Linked DNA regions of Mus musculus: regions 2 and 3 are each linked to region 1. A link is a contact called in public Hi-C data. All regions are on one chromosome and are shown on one strand. The core of a region is the stretch at or near the end of the contact, and the rest is flanking DNA. Distances in the headings are between cores, read along the strand shown. Region 1 has its middle 87 kb from the start of Gm33429. Region 2 has its middle 36 kb from the start of Gm38791. Region 3 has its middle 66 kb from the start of Gm38791.

Region 1 (3,747 bases), core at 135-2,634:
GGCTGTGGGCCCCCAACTCTCCATTTCTGACTCCTCTGTGATTTCCAGCAACAACTGGGAGCCAGGGACTCTGGGAACCCCAGATTTAGCCTCTCACATTCTAGGCTGTTTTCCCATGCCCCTAAGTGGTGTATCGGTGCTTCCCTCCAGCCTAGCGCCTGACAGTGGGCATAAGGTAAATGCAGTCTAGTGTCTAGGCATTTCAGCTGCCCAGCGGTGTTCCCATACCCCAGTGGCAGGAAGAAACGTAGAACCTCAAGAAAGTGTTTGGAATAAGACTTCCATTTTGAATAGGGGTTGAGTAAAGTGGGAACTGATGTTCTACTTAGCAGAAAGAGACATGTACATGGGTAACTGACTTCCTGGTTGGCAAGTTAAAACATGAATGTTAAACAAGTCACATTCTAGTTGACAAGTTAGGACATGAATATTAGACAAGGCAAGCCCCCTGCCGTAGCTGGATACCTCAACCAATGAGAAAGGACAATTTGTAGGAAAGGTTTTAGATACGAGATGTCATCAAATAATGAAACCTGAAAAGAAACTTTGCCTGGGGATGTAGTTAGTTTGAGCACACAAGAAAGAGAGAGGGAGAGAGAGAGAGAGACAGACAGAGACAGAGAGAGGAGAGGAGAGGAGAGGAGAGGAGAGGAGAGGAGAAAAAGGAAGAATTCTTTTTCAAGTTTCTGGAGGAGTGTTTGAGTCGTGACAGCTCTGAGCTAGTTGATGGATAGGTTTATTAGTGGTTCATGATTTGACGACATCAATGATGATGACCTTTCAGAGGACTCAGTTGTTCGGAGTGGATCACTGGGACATGTTTGTGGAAGCTGAGTCTCTTCCCTTTCATAAGGTGAGAGGCCTCTTCTGCCAAAATACACACACACACACACACACACACACACACACACACACACACACACCACACCACACCACACTACACCTCTTCTGTTCTTATGCTTCTCTGCCTGTCTCTTGAGCGTCTGAAACCAAGAGTCAAAATAAACCCTCTCTCCACCGAGCTATTTTCTACAGGACTTTGTCACCGAAATGCTAAGTCTGACTAAAACACAGGAACCGAATGTTTGTTTTCTTTGTCGGTGTTTCCCTCTACACATCTGCCTTTGATTAAAGCTCAGCTTTGGACACTGAGATGAAAAAGGAGAAGTGGGGGAGGAGATACTCTGCTAGCTTAACCACTCAGTTCCTTATTTATAGTAGTGGAGCAGGGTAACCAAAGACTAAAGGAAATCATCCAGAAGTACAAGGGAGGGGCGGGGAGAGCAGAGAGACGCCAGTGAGCTGCGCTGCTGGACTGAAAGGTCCTCCCTACCTGTCCTAGGACATAGTGTCTCTTCATCTATCCTCCCCAGCTTTGTGCCACGTATTGATCATACCCATCACGTTCCATCCACTTCATGACAAGCTGTCTCACGCCCACAGTCATACCCAGTGCCTGGTGTGTGCCTGCAAATCTTCTACCACACCACGGAACTGCCCAGGCCTGTTGCCTGCAAACTGGTGTGACCTCCGTCCAATTCCTGGGATTCCTGGAATGTAATTATGTTTACTCAGCTGCCCACTCATGAATAAAGAATGCAGTCTACACCCAGGGAGCACATATGTTATGAATTTTAAAACTAAGAAAAGAAAAAATAAATTGTTAAAGTATATTAATAAGGCAGAGGAAGGAAGGGTTAGTATTAGTTACTTCCATCTATATTGCTCAGTTACTTGTGTTGTAACACCTGGCAAGAAGCAACTTAAGAGGGGGGGAGGCTCCCAGTTCAACAGGACACAGTCCTTCATGGTGGCAGGAGGCAGCTGGTCATGTTGCATCCACAGTCAGGAAGCAGAGGGGGACGAACACTGCTGTTCATCTTCTTTTCTCCCTTTTATTCACCGGGAACCCAGTCCACACTTCAGGTAGCCTTTCTACCTTAATTAACCATGTCTGGAAAACGCCTTGTAGACATGGCCAGACATTTGTTCCCATGGTGATTCTAAATCCTGTCAAGATGACCACCAAGAATGACAATCACATTCTCAATCACAAGGTTTAAACTGGAAGAGAGCTTGGAGATGAGGAACTAGGTCCAGACAGAACTCATTTAGATCAACAGTTCTCAACCTGTGGGTTGAGACCCTTTGCGGAGGTAACATATCAGATCTTTACATTGCAATTCACAACAATAGCAAAATTATGGTTATGAAATAGCAAGGAAAATAATTCTATGGCCAGGGATTACCATAACATGAGGAACTCTTTTAAAGGGTCTCAGCATCGGGAAGGTTGAGAATCACTGATTTAAACACAACATCTCATTATGCCGCCCTTCATGGTCTCAAACTCAGGGTCAAGCCACCCTCCTGCCCTCTGAGCTCTCTGAGCAGCTGGGACTATAGCATGTGGCACCACGCCAGGAAAGTGTTAGGGTTCTACAACTTTCTCTTTTGTCTTTATGATTTTTAAAGAAAGGAAATTAAATTGTTTTTCTACTTTTGTTTGTTTTGTTTTGTTGTCTGAGGTGAGGTCTTGCTGTGTAGCCCTGCCTGGCCTAAAACTCACTATACTATCTAGCCTAGGTTGGCCTTGAGTGGCCTTAGCCTTCAAGGTGTTGGGATTTTAGGTATGCGCCACCACACACAGTTATTTTTCTATTATTTAAATATGAATTGGCCATCTTAATCACGATTAGCCCTTTATATTTAATGACTAGAGTAAATAAGTAAGTGAACGAATAAACATCCGAGACTTGCTCAGTGCCCGAGGTTGCCGTCTGGACACTCCTCCCCAGAGGACACTGTGTACTTCTGCACCGGGATGTTTATTTTGGAGCTCTTTACTTAGTTGTTGGGGCCCTACCCAGGAAAAAGAACTCACATGTCATGAACCATAGTAAGAAGCCAGGTAAGAAACGTACAGGGAAGGGACCAGCGGAAGATTCAAGCTGGTGGAAAATGGAAAACATACAGGGTCAAGTGTTGACCCACAGTAGGAGAAGTGAGAACAGGGATCCAGTCTCTTGCAGTGAGGTAGCCTCCCCTCACACCTCATATGGGCAAAGGATCTGCAAGCAGTCACTTCCTACAGGGGTAAAAGGATTAGTAGCTTGTTCCGTGGAGTCTGAAATATAAAAGCCAAAGGCTTGCCTGCTGGAAACTGATGTAGACTCAGCTGAGCTATACCTAAGACAGTGTGGTGGATGGGGAGGCCAGGGACAGGAACAGATTGGAGTGCACAAGCTGTGTACATATACTTGGTGAGCTTGTCAGCATCCTTTGCCTTGGACCAGTTCTCCCTAGAAACACAGGGGCTCTGAGGCTGCCTCTGAGTGTTGCATGGGGGTCCTGGGTGCACTGTGTGTTTTTACTGTCTTCATGACCTCCCTCACTAGGCAGAAGTATAATCGGTGAATTGTGGTACAGTCATACAATGAAATCCTCATGGGGGCAGGAGGTGGGGGGGGGGGGGAGGTGGAGACATGCACAGTAGCGAAGATGGATCTTTAAGTCACTATCACACCTGAGAAGCAAGAGGAAAAGGTGTTCCAGGTCCATCTATATGAAATCGTACGGTCAGCAAACCTGAAATGTTACTTGGGGAAACAAGAAACTGCTGGACATGGAAAAGAGCATGCAGCCAAAAGAAAGAGGGCAAGCAGCACAAAGGCGAAGCGCTGGTTTCCTCCATGGAACACAAGACGGAGAAAGGAAAATCCCTTGTTGCTTCAGAATAAGGGAGGT
Region 2 (3,696 bases), core at 192-2,691, 130 kb after region 1:
CACAGACTCAAACACTATGCAAATGCAGAGAGTTTTTTATTCTGCAGAAGCCCAGCATGCTGAGGTCTCCCTTTACCAAGATAGATAGACAGCCAAGTGAGCTCACAGGCTCATTTCAAAGCACACTGGAATCCTGAGGCAGGTGAGCTTCATCTTACTCTTTCTCTAGGCATTCTGGAGCCATTATCGGCAGGAAGGCTGGAGCCTGGGGGAGGTTCTATTAGTAATCGAATGCCCTGGGCTTGCCTGGGCTTGCCCTGTTCTTAGCCTTGTCTCCTTAACTGCCAATTTGAAGTCTGTCGTGGAATAAGCTTAGCCTTCTCAGTATTACGTCATTTTTCTCTTAGTTTAGATAAGAATTCAGATCCAAGGCTAGTCCCCATATGCCCATCCCATCAGGGACTTAAAGCCAGGACCTCCCAGGCAAATGTCACACCACTAATCTGTAGCTCCATATCTTTTTGACTCTGTTGTTGTTGTTGTTGTTGTTGTTGTTGTTATTATTATTATTATTATTTACTATTATCAGACTCTCATTAAGTAACACAATCTGGCCATGAGCTCACTTTGTAGCCCAGGCAATCCTTAAAATTGAAATCCTACAGTCTCTGCTGTACCATCAGGCCAGGCCAAAACAAGGCTCTACAGCGTAGGGTAGAGTTCTGCTATGTGGTCAGCACTTGGCCTGGGATTTAAAGTAGTAAGCAAACCTAAATGTGTGGGCTCAGGTCTTTCATCCTAGCACTGGGAAGGAGGAGGGGTATCTCCACAAGTTTAAGGGTTGGTGAAGCTGGTGTGTTTATAAAAAGATAGAGAGAGAGGAGGGGTATGTTTGGTGCATGTGTGGTGAGGTGTGTGGGAAGGGAATGCCTAGTCGGGCCCATGCTGAGGCATCCTTCTCCCTGAGGGACCAGCCACACTGTGGTATAGCATAGAATAGAGGTTATTCAGGGCATGGGGATGGGAGTTGAGAGGGTAGTAGAGGGAGGGAGGGAGAGAGAGAGGAAGAAGAAGGAGGAGAAGGGGGGAGGGGGAGGAGTTGAGAAGTAGAGGCCAACCAAGAGTTTGTGGAGAGAGGGAGGAAGGGACGAGAGGACAGAGCGGGAGCAAGAAGGCAAGAGCAAGGGCAAGAGAGAGAGGAAAGGCAAGAGAGAGAGGAAAGGCAAGAGAGAGAGGAAGAGCAAGCAGCTCCTTTTATAGTGAGGCAGGCTTACCTGGCTGTTGCCAGGTAACTGTGGGGCGGAGCTTAGACAAAATGTTAACATAAGCTGTGAAATGAGACTCTGTCTCCAAAGACCAAAATAATAAACAAACAAACAAACAAAAGACTTGATTCCATTGGCCTGAGGCAGAAAGAAATAAGTACTTAGGTTAGTAGCTCTATAATTATAAAGTATTGGGCAAGAGATGGCTTGTCAGAATAAAGTCCTTGCTTACGTAAGCCTGACTACCCGATTCCATGGTGGAAGGTGAGGCTGACTTTGACTTTCTAAAGTTGTTTTCTGACCTCTGCATAAGGACAGTGGCACATGTTTACCTCTTCCATATGCCCACTACACACAAATAAGAAAGCTTTTGAAACTTAAAAAATTACAGAGTATACTAGGTAACAGAAAAGAAAAGTATATATACAGAGAAAAGAATATAGGCTGTAGAGATATAAGGATCACCTGAATTAAGCCTTCAGGAGTTGACAAATTCTTTTCCAATTTGAAAGAATCTATCAACACAGTAACTAGTTAAAACAGAGCCATTTCCATTCAGAATTCTGGTTTTGTTGTTATCGCAGTGTGTGTGAATTTTTCTAAGATTTATTTCATTTTTTTTAAATTATGTGTTGTTGTGTCTGGGTAAGGGACTATACCCTTGAGTCCAGGTTCCTGCAGAGGCCAAAGGAGGTGTGAAGTCTGGAGCTAAAGGAAGGGGTGAACCATCCAGTGTGGATGCTAAAAACTGAACTCAGGTCCTCTGCAAAAGCAGTCAGTGCCACTAAGGCCCCCTCCAGCTCCCAGCACTCTTTTCTAAAGACCACCATGTCTAACTTCCATATCTGCTTCCCCATATTTCTAGAGCATATGCTTCTAGGATACTCAGTTCGCAATGTGAAGAAACTGCTAGAAGATAGGTACCCACTTCAGTTGAAAGGAGCCCAGTGTATGAGTTTATTAAAATAGATTCATCTCCTCCAAGAGTTGAGCAAGATTAGGTTGGAAACCTCAGTAGCTCCTCATCACACTTGAAGATCCTGCGGAATGACAGGTTGGGAAGGTGTGATGCTGACTAGCCTTGGGTGTAGAAAACAGAGGGGAAGTAGAAAAGACTTGAAGCAGAAGACAACTAGGCTCATGAAGAGAATAAAGGTCACCGAGATGGGGTGCACTGAGAGGAATGGAAGACAGGACAGATGCAGAGCTTGCATGGCCTTGGAGTGTATAAGATATGGCCTTTGTGGGGGTGGGGGTGACTTTTTTTTTAATCAAACATTAAAGACTATTAAAAAAAAAAAACCCATCTGGGCTATGGTGGCACACGCCTTTAATCCCAGCACTTGGGAGGCAGAGGCAGGTGGATTTCTGAGTTCGAGGCCAGCCTGGTCTACAAAGTGAGTTCCAGGACAGCCAGGGCTACACAAGAGAAACCCTGTCTCGAAAAACCAAAGCAAAAAAACAAAACAAAACAAAAACAAAAACAAAAAAAAACAAAAAATACCCCAAATCCCAACATTATTGAAGGAATGAAGGACACATGAAGGAATCAATGGGGGATCCAAACATTACCTTCCTAGAGAACTGTTTGACAATGGAAATCAATGAATAATTGATGTATGCTTGTATGCTCTTTAACCCAGACATCCACTCAATTCTAGGAAATCCTCAAAATGGTACACAAACATTCCTCTTTAAATATTTTTCTTTCACTATCTTTGATAAGAGTAAATAATCAGAGGCAAGCAAAACATCAAATGGTAGTTGATTAATAAAGTGATTATATTAACAGATAACCATTGCTCTACTAAAACTTAATTTTTTTTTAGGATTTTTTTTTAAATGTGTCTGAGTGTTTTGCCTGAACTTGCACCTGTGTTCCTGGTGACAAAAGACATCAGAGCCCCAGGAACTGGAATTACAATCAGTTTTGAGCTGTCGCCTGAGTACTGGGAGTTGAACTCTGGTCCTATGAAAGAGAAGCCAGTGTTCTTTTTTTTTATATTTATTTATTTATTTTATGTATATGAGTACACTGTAGCTGTCTTCAGACACACCAGAAGAGGGCATCAGATCCCACTACAGATGGTTGTGAGCCACCATGTGGTTCCTGGGAATTGCACTCAGGACCTCTGGAAGAGCAGTCAGTGCTCTTAACCACTGAGCCATCTCTCCAGCCCAGAAGCCAGTGTTCTTAATTGCTGAATCAGTTCTCTAGCACTTCCTCATTACAAATTATTATTGAAGATCTATCACATGGAAAGGGAATGTTACAAAGTAGCATATTCAGTTCATCTCAATTATATAAGAATACAATAGTCTACATTTTCAGAGAGTTAAAGGACTGGAAAAAAAATACAAAGCCACAGGTTAACAAATGAGCCAATGAAGCTCAGAAAGAAAAGGTGCCTGAAACCAGGTCTACTGATCTGTTTGATTCCAAGGACCCACCTGGTAAAAAGAGAGACCCAGTTCCCACATGTTGTCTTCT
Region 3 (3,543 bases), core at 341-2,840, 160 kb after region 1:
TCACTCGGTCTCCTAACCCCACTGGCAGTGACAGGGATCAAACCCAGAACCTTGTGCATACTCAGGCCTTCCTGCCTTTTCCGGTGGTTTATTTTTTCCAGGTAGGCTTATCTGTAGAACAAGTCAATACAGAAAATTTTTCTAGATACTGCTTCTAATTACGTAAGAGTCTGAAAATCACTGAAGGAAGACCCTAGACTCAGATAGTATGCAAAGACAAAAGGTGTTTATTCTGCAGAAACAACCAGTATGCAGGGGTCAACCATTCTCCGAAATGGTGACCCACCCCAGGAAAGGCATGCAGGCCTTCTTATAGGGAACCGGGAGAGCTCTCTAAAAGGATTGGGTAATCTAAAATTTCATTGGTAGGTGCTAAGGGGTCATAGGTGGTCAGTGGTTTGCACTCCTATGTCATAAACATTTAACCATAGGATGAGATAGGGCTGCCCAGCACAGGTGGCCCATTCTGAAATAAGATATTTCCCCATTTTTGTGGTTATCCCTAGGCTGTTCATTGGAAGAGGGTTTTGTGATTTTGTTCTGGATTTTATGGTCTGTTCTTGGAGCTGGTGCCTTACAGTCTTCCCCACCCCCACCCCCCACCCCACCCCCCAAAAAAACAGGACTGGTCCTTAAATGGAGTCAAATGGGGTCCTTTCAACTACCATACCAGTCCATTTCCTTAAGAAGTTTTCTGTTGCTATGACAAAATAACTGAGCCTAGTTACTATTTAAAAATAACAAAGAAATCCGGGCATGGTGGCGCAAGCCTTTAATCCCAGCACTCTGGAGGCAGAGGCAGGCAGATTTCTGAGTTCAAGGCCAGCCTGGTCTACAAAGTGAGTTCCAGGACAGCCAAGGCTACACAGAGAAACCCTGTCTCAAAAAAAAAAAAAACAAAACAAAACAAAACAAAAACAAAAAATAAAATAACAAAGAAATTTATTTTTTCCAAGTCCTGGAGTATGGAAGTCCGAAAACAAGGTACCAGTAGATTGGTCGGAAGAGTTGCTCTCTACAAGACCCCACCATTTCTCTTCATCCTGCACAAGGAGGGACTGCTGTGATCTTGTTAGAGTAATCTCACAACCCTTGTCTTCTTGAAGGGAATTGAACCCAGAGGCGCAGACAGCTTAAGCAGAAGATTATTTAATTCAAAAACTCTAAGGAGAGGTCAGAGTGGGCAATACCAAAGGCTAGTAGCAGCTGGTGGGTTCTGCCTTGTGGGTTTTAAAGATCTTATGAATACTTATGAAGTGGGTAACGTCTTTTGGAGATAAGATAACCCTTTTTCTCCCAACTCACAGTAGAGAGCTCTTCATTTTAGGATATTTCTTCCCATGATGTTCTGGTAAAACCCACAAAGCAGGCTGGGGGCAGGTAGCAAAGTCACAATGTGAAGGATGTTATAAAGAAGTCAAGGTTCTCTGAGGACTCAGACTCTTCCATAATGACTGCTTGGGAAAATACCCTGGAGACTTCATTTTTTATGTAGTGAGGACCTATCTGCTGCCTCAAGGACACTGAGCCACAGAGTGGTACTCTGTCCTTCAGAAGATAAAGATATGACAGGGCTGAGGTTCTCCTGGTGGCCTCACATCTCACTCCTTTGTGGAATGTTCAAGGTTCTAAAGATTAGGCTCAGGGCCACCTGTTAAAACAAAACTAAACTAAACAAAACCAGCAAAAATTGAAGCTTGATTACCCCAAAAGTTGAGGTCAAGGTTCAAAAGTCTGTTAAGAAGGGCTGGAGAGATAGCTCATAGTTTAGAGCACACACTGCTCTCCCAGATCCCTCTCCCTCTCCCTCCCCTCTTACTCACCCCCCTAATAATCTGTCAAGCTGCATACCTAGGAGCAAGATTTAGGCTGTGTGTAAGACTCCCTTCTTCTAGACCCACTGCTCATGTCTAGCTTTTAACTGGAAGATTGCAAAAGAGCAAAGGGGGCCAAAAGCAGCTTCAGGTCTTTCATTAGAATATCAGTCCCAATCCTTGGCAGCAGTCATATCTTAATTCCTTGACAAATAATAGATCTGCTGAGTGTGGTGCCTTAATTTTGTAGGTTTTTTTTTTTTTTTGAAGACATGTACCCCAGGCTATACTCAAACCCACTATGTAGCCTAAGATGACTCTGCACTCCTAACTGTTCTACAGCAACCTCCCAAGTATTGGGATTTCAGGTGGAAACCATCACTCTTTCTCCTAATACTTTCACACTGGCCACCCCTAATACTGAGTTTACCCTTTCTCTTTATCCATTCTGTTCTATGAAAGCCAGCCTCTGTGTTTCTAGTTTGGGGTCTCTTGGCTCAAAAGAACAAGAAATGAAATACCTTTTAACCTAAAAGTGCCGTAGTCTCACTGGATGCTCCAAATCATAAACCCTGTCTGTAGCCCCCCACCTCTGCACTGACCCTGCTGCTACCATCATGGCAACCTCCCTAAATTAAATCTAACAGACCCTTTCAGTCCCACCTTTCTGTCCATCACTAACCACTCCATCTTTGCTGAAATGTTCTTCCGTTTTGGTTTCTGCTCAGCCTGTCGGCCTTTCCAAGATTCCATCTCAGCAAGATGATGGACAACTCAGAAAGTTTACAAACCCCCAGTCTAGACCAAATACAGCTAGCATTGATCTAGCATATTCTTTTACTTATTTTTTTAAATTAAAATTATACTTATTATAAGTGTCATAGTTTAAATATGCTTGGTCCAGGGAGTGGCACTATTTGGGGTGGGGCCTTGTTGGCATAGGTGTGACCTTGTTGGAGTAGGTGTGCCACTGTGGATATGGGTTTTAAGACCCTCATCATAGCTTCCTGGAAAGCTGTCTTCCACTAGAAGCCTTCAGATGAAGATGTAAAACTCTCAGCTCCTCCAACACCATGTCTACCTGAACACTGCCATGCTCCCACCATGATGATAACAGACTGAATCTCTGAATCTGTAAGCCAGCCCCATTAAAATGTTGTTCCTTTAAGAGTTGCCTTGGTCCATGGTGTCTGTTCACAGCAGTAAAACCCTAACTAAGACAATGGGGTAGATACATGGATATCACAGTGCATATGTAGAGGTAAGACATCTTTATGGAGTTGATTCTCTCCTTCCACCTTCATGTGGATTCCAGAATCCCTCTCAGGTCTGTACAGCAAACAGGCTAATCACTAAGCCAGCTGATCTGCCTAGCAAAATCTTTTCAAATTGCAAATTGTTTTCATGCACTAGTTACCAATATTTTTTCCAGGTATAGGGTTCATATGTATTGTCAGCATTAAAAAAATAATAATAATAATTATAGAAAAAAACAGAGAAGCAGAGAGGGAGGGTTCTGTTCTGGAGTGAAGACCAGACTACTGACTTCCATTCTAGCAAAGGTTCTTCCTGCTACGGCTACTGTTTTGTTATGGTTTTGTGTGTGTGTGTGTGTGTGTGTGTGTGTGTGTGTGTGTGTGTGTGTGTGTGTGTGTGTGAGAGAGAGACAGAGACAGAGACAGAGACAGAGAGAGACAGAGACAGAGAGACAGAGAGAGAGACAGACAGA

The links. A called contact is a pair of places that touch in the nucleus more often than the background predicts.
Region 2: a contact with region 1 is called in a Hi-C map of liver, with 2.4 times the contacts expected there. The contact joins two enhancer-like sites. A contact is called at or near these places in 1 of 15 datasets of contacts at CTCF or cohesin (large pre-B cells), 7 of 484 Hi-C or Micro-C datasets (the G1E-ER4 cell line, embryonic stem cells, liver and 2 more), 9 of 115 datasets of contacts at active chromatin or transcription factors (T-cell acute lymphoblastic leukemia, embryonic fibroblasts, embryonic stem cells and 3 more) and 1 of 9 other capture datasets (embryonic stem cells).
Region 3: a Hi-C map of liver shows a contact between it and region 1, with 8 times the contacts expected there. The contact joins two enhancer-like sites. A contact is called at or near these places in 4 of 484 Hi-C or Micro-C datasets (liver and nephron progenitors) and 3 of 115 datasets of contacts at active chromatin or transcription factors (cardiomyocytes, embryonic stem cells and memory CD8 T cells).

What each region holds. Positions count from the first base shown.
Region 1 is chr6:37,616,362-37,620,108 of GRCm38.p6, forward strand. No RefSeq gene overlaps it. Among named protein-coding and RNA genes, the nearest start is that of Gm33429, 87 kb to the left of the region's middle. Within about 2 kb of position 1,385, at least 204 of the 459 cell types and tissues checked have an H3K27ac peak or open chromatin away from gene starts, as enhancers often do. A contact at or near this core is called in liver, where this site is marked.
Region 2 is chr6:37,749,045-37,752,740 of GRCm38.p6, forward strand. No RefSeq gene overlaps it. Among named protein-coding and RNA genes, the nearest start is that of Gm38791, 36 kb to the left of the region's middle. Within about 2 kb of position 1,442, at least 12 of the 459 cell types and tissues checked have an H3K27ac peak or open chromatin away from gene starts, as enhancers often do. A contact at or near this core is called in liver, where this site is marked.
Region 3 is chr6:37,778,416-37,781,958 of GRCm38.p6, forward strand. No RefSeq gene overlaps it. Among named protein-coding and RNA genes, the nearest start is that of Gm38791, 66 kb to the left of the region's middle. Within about 2 kb of position 1,591, at least 6 of the 459 cell types and tissues checked have an H3K27ac peak or open chromatin away from gene starts, as enhancers often do. A contact at or near this core is called in liver, where this site is marked.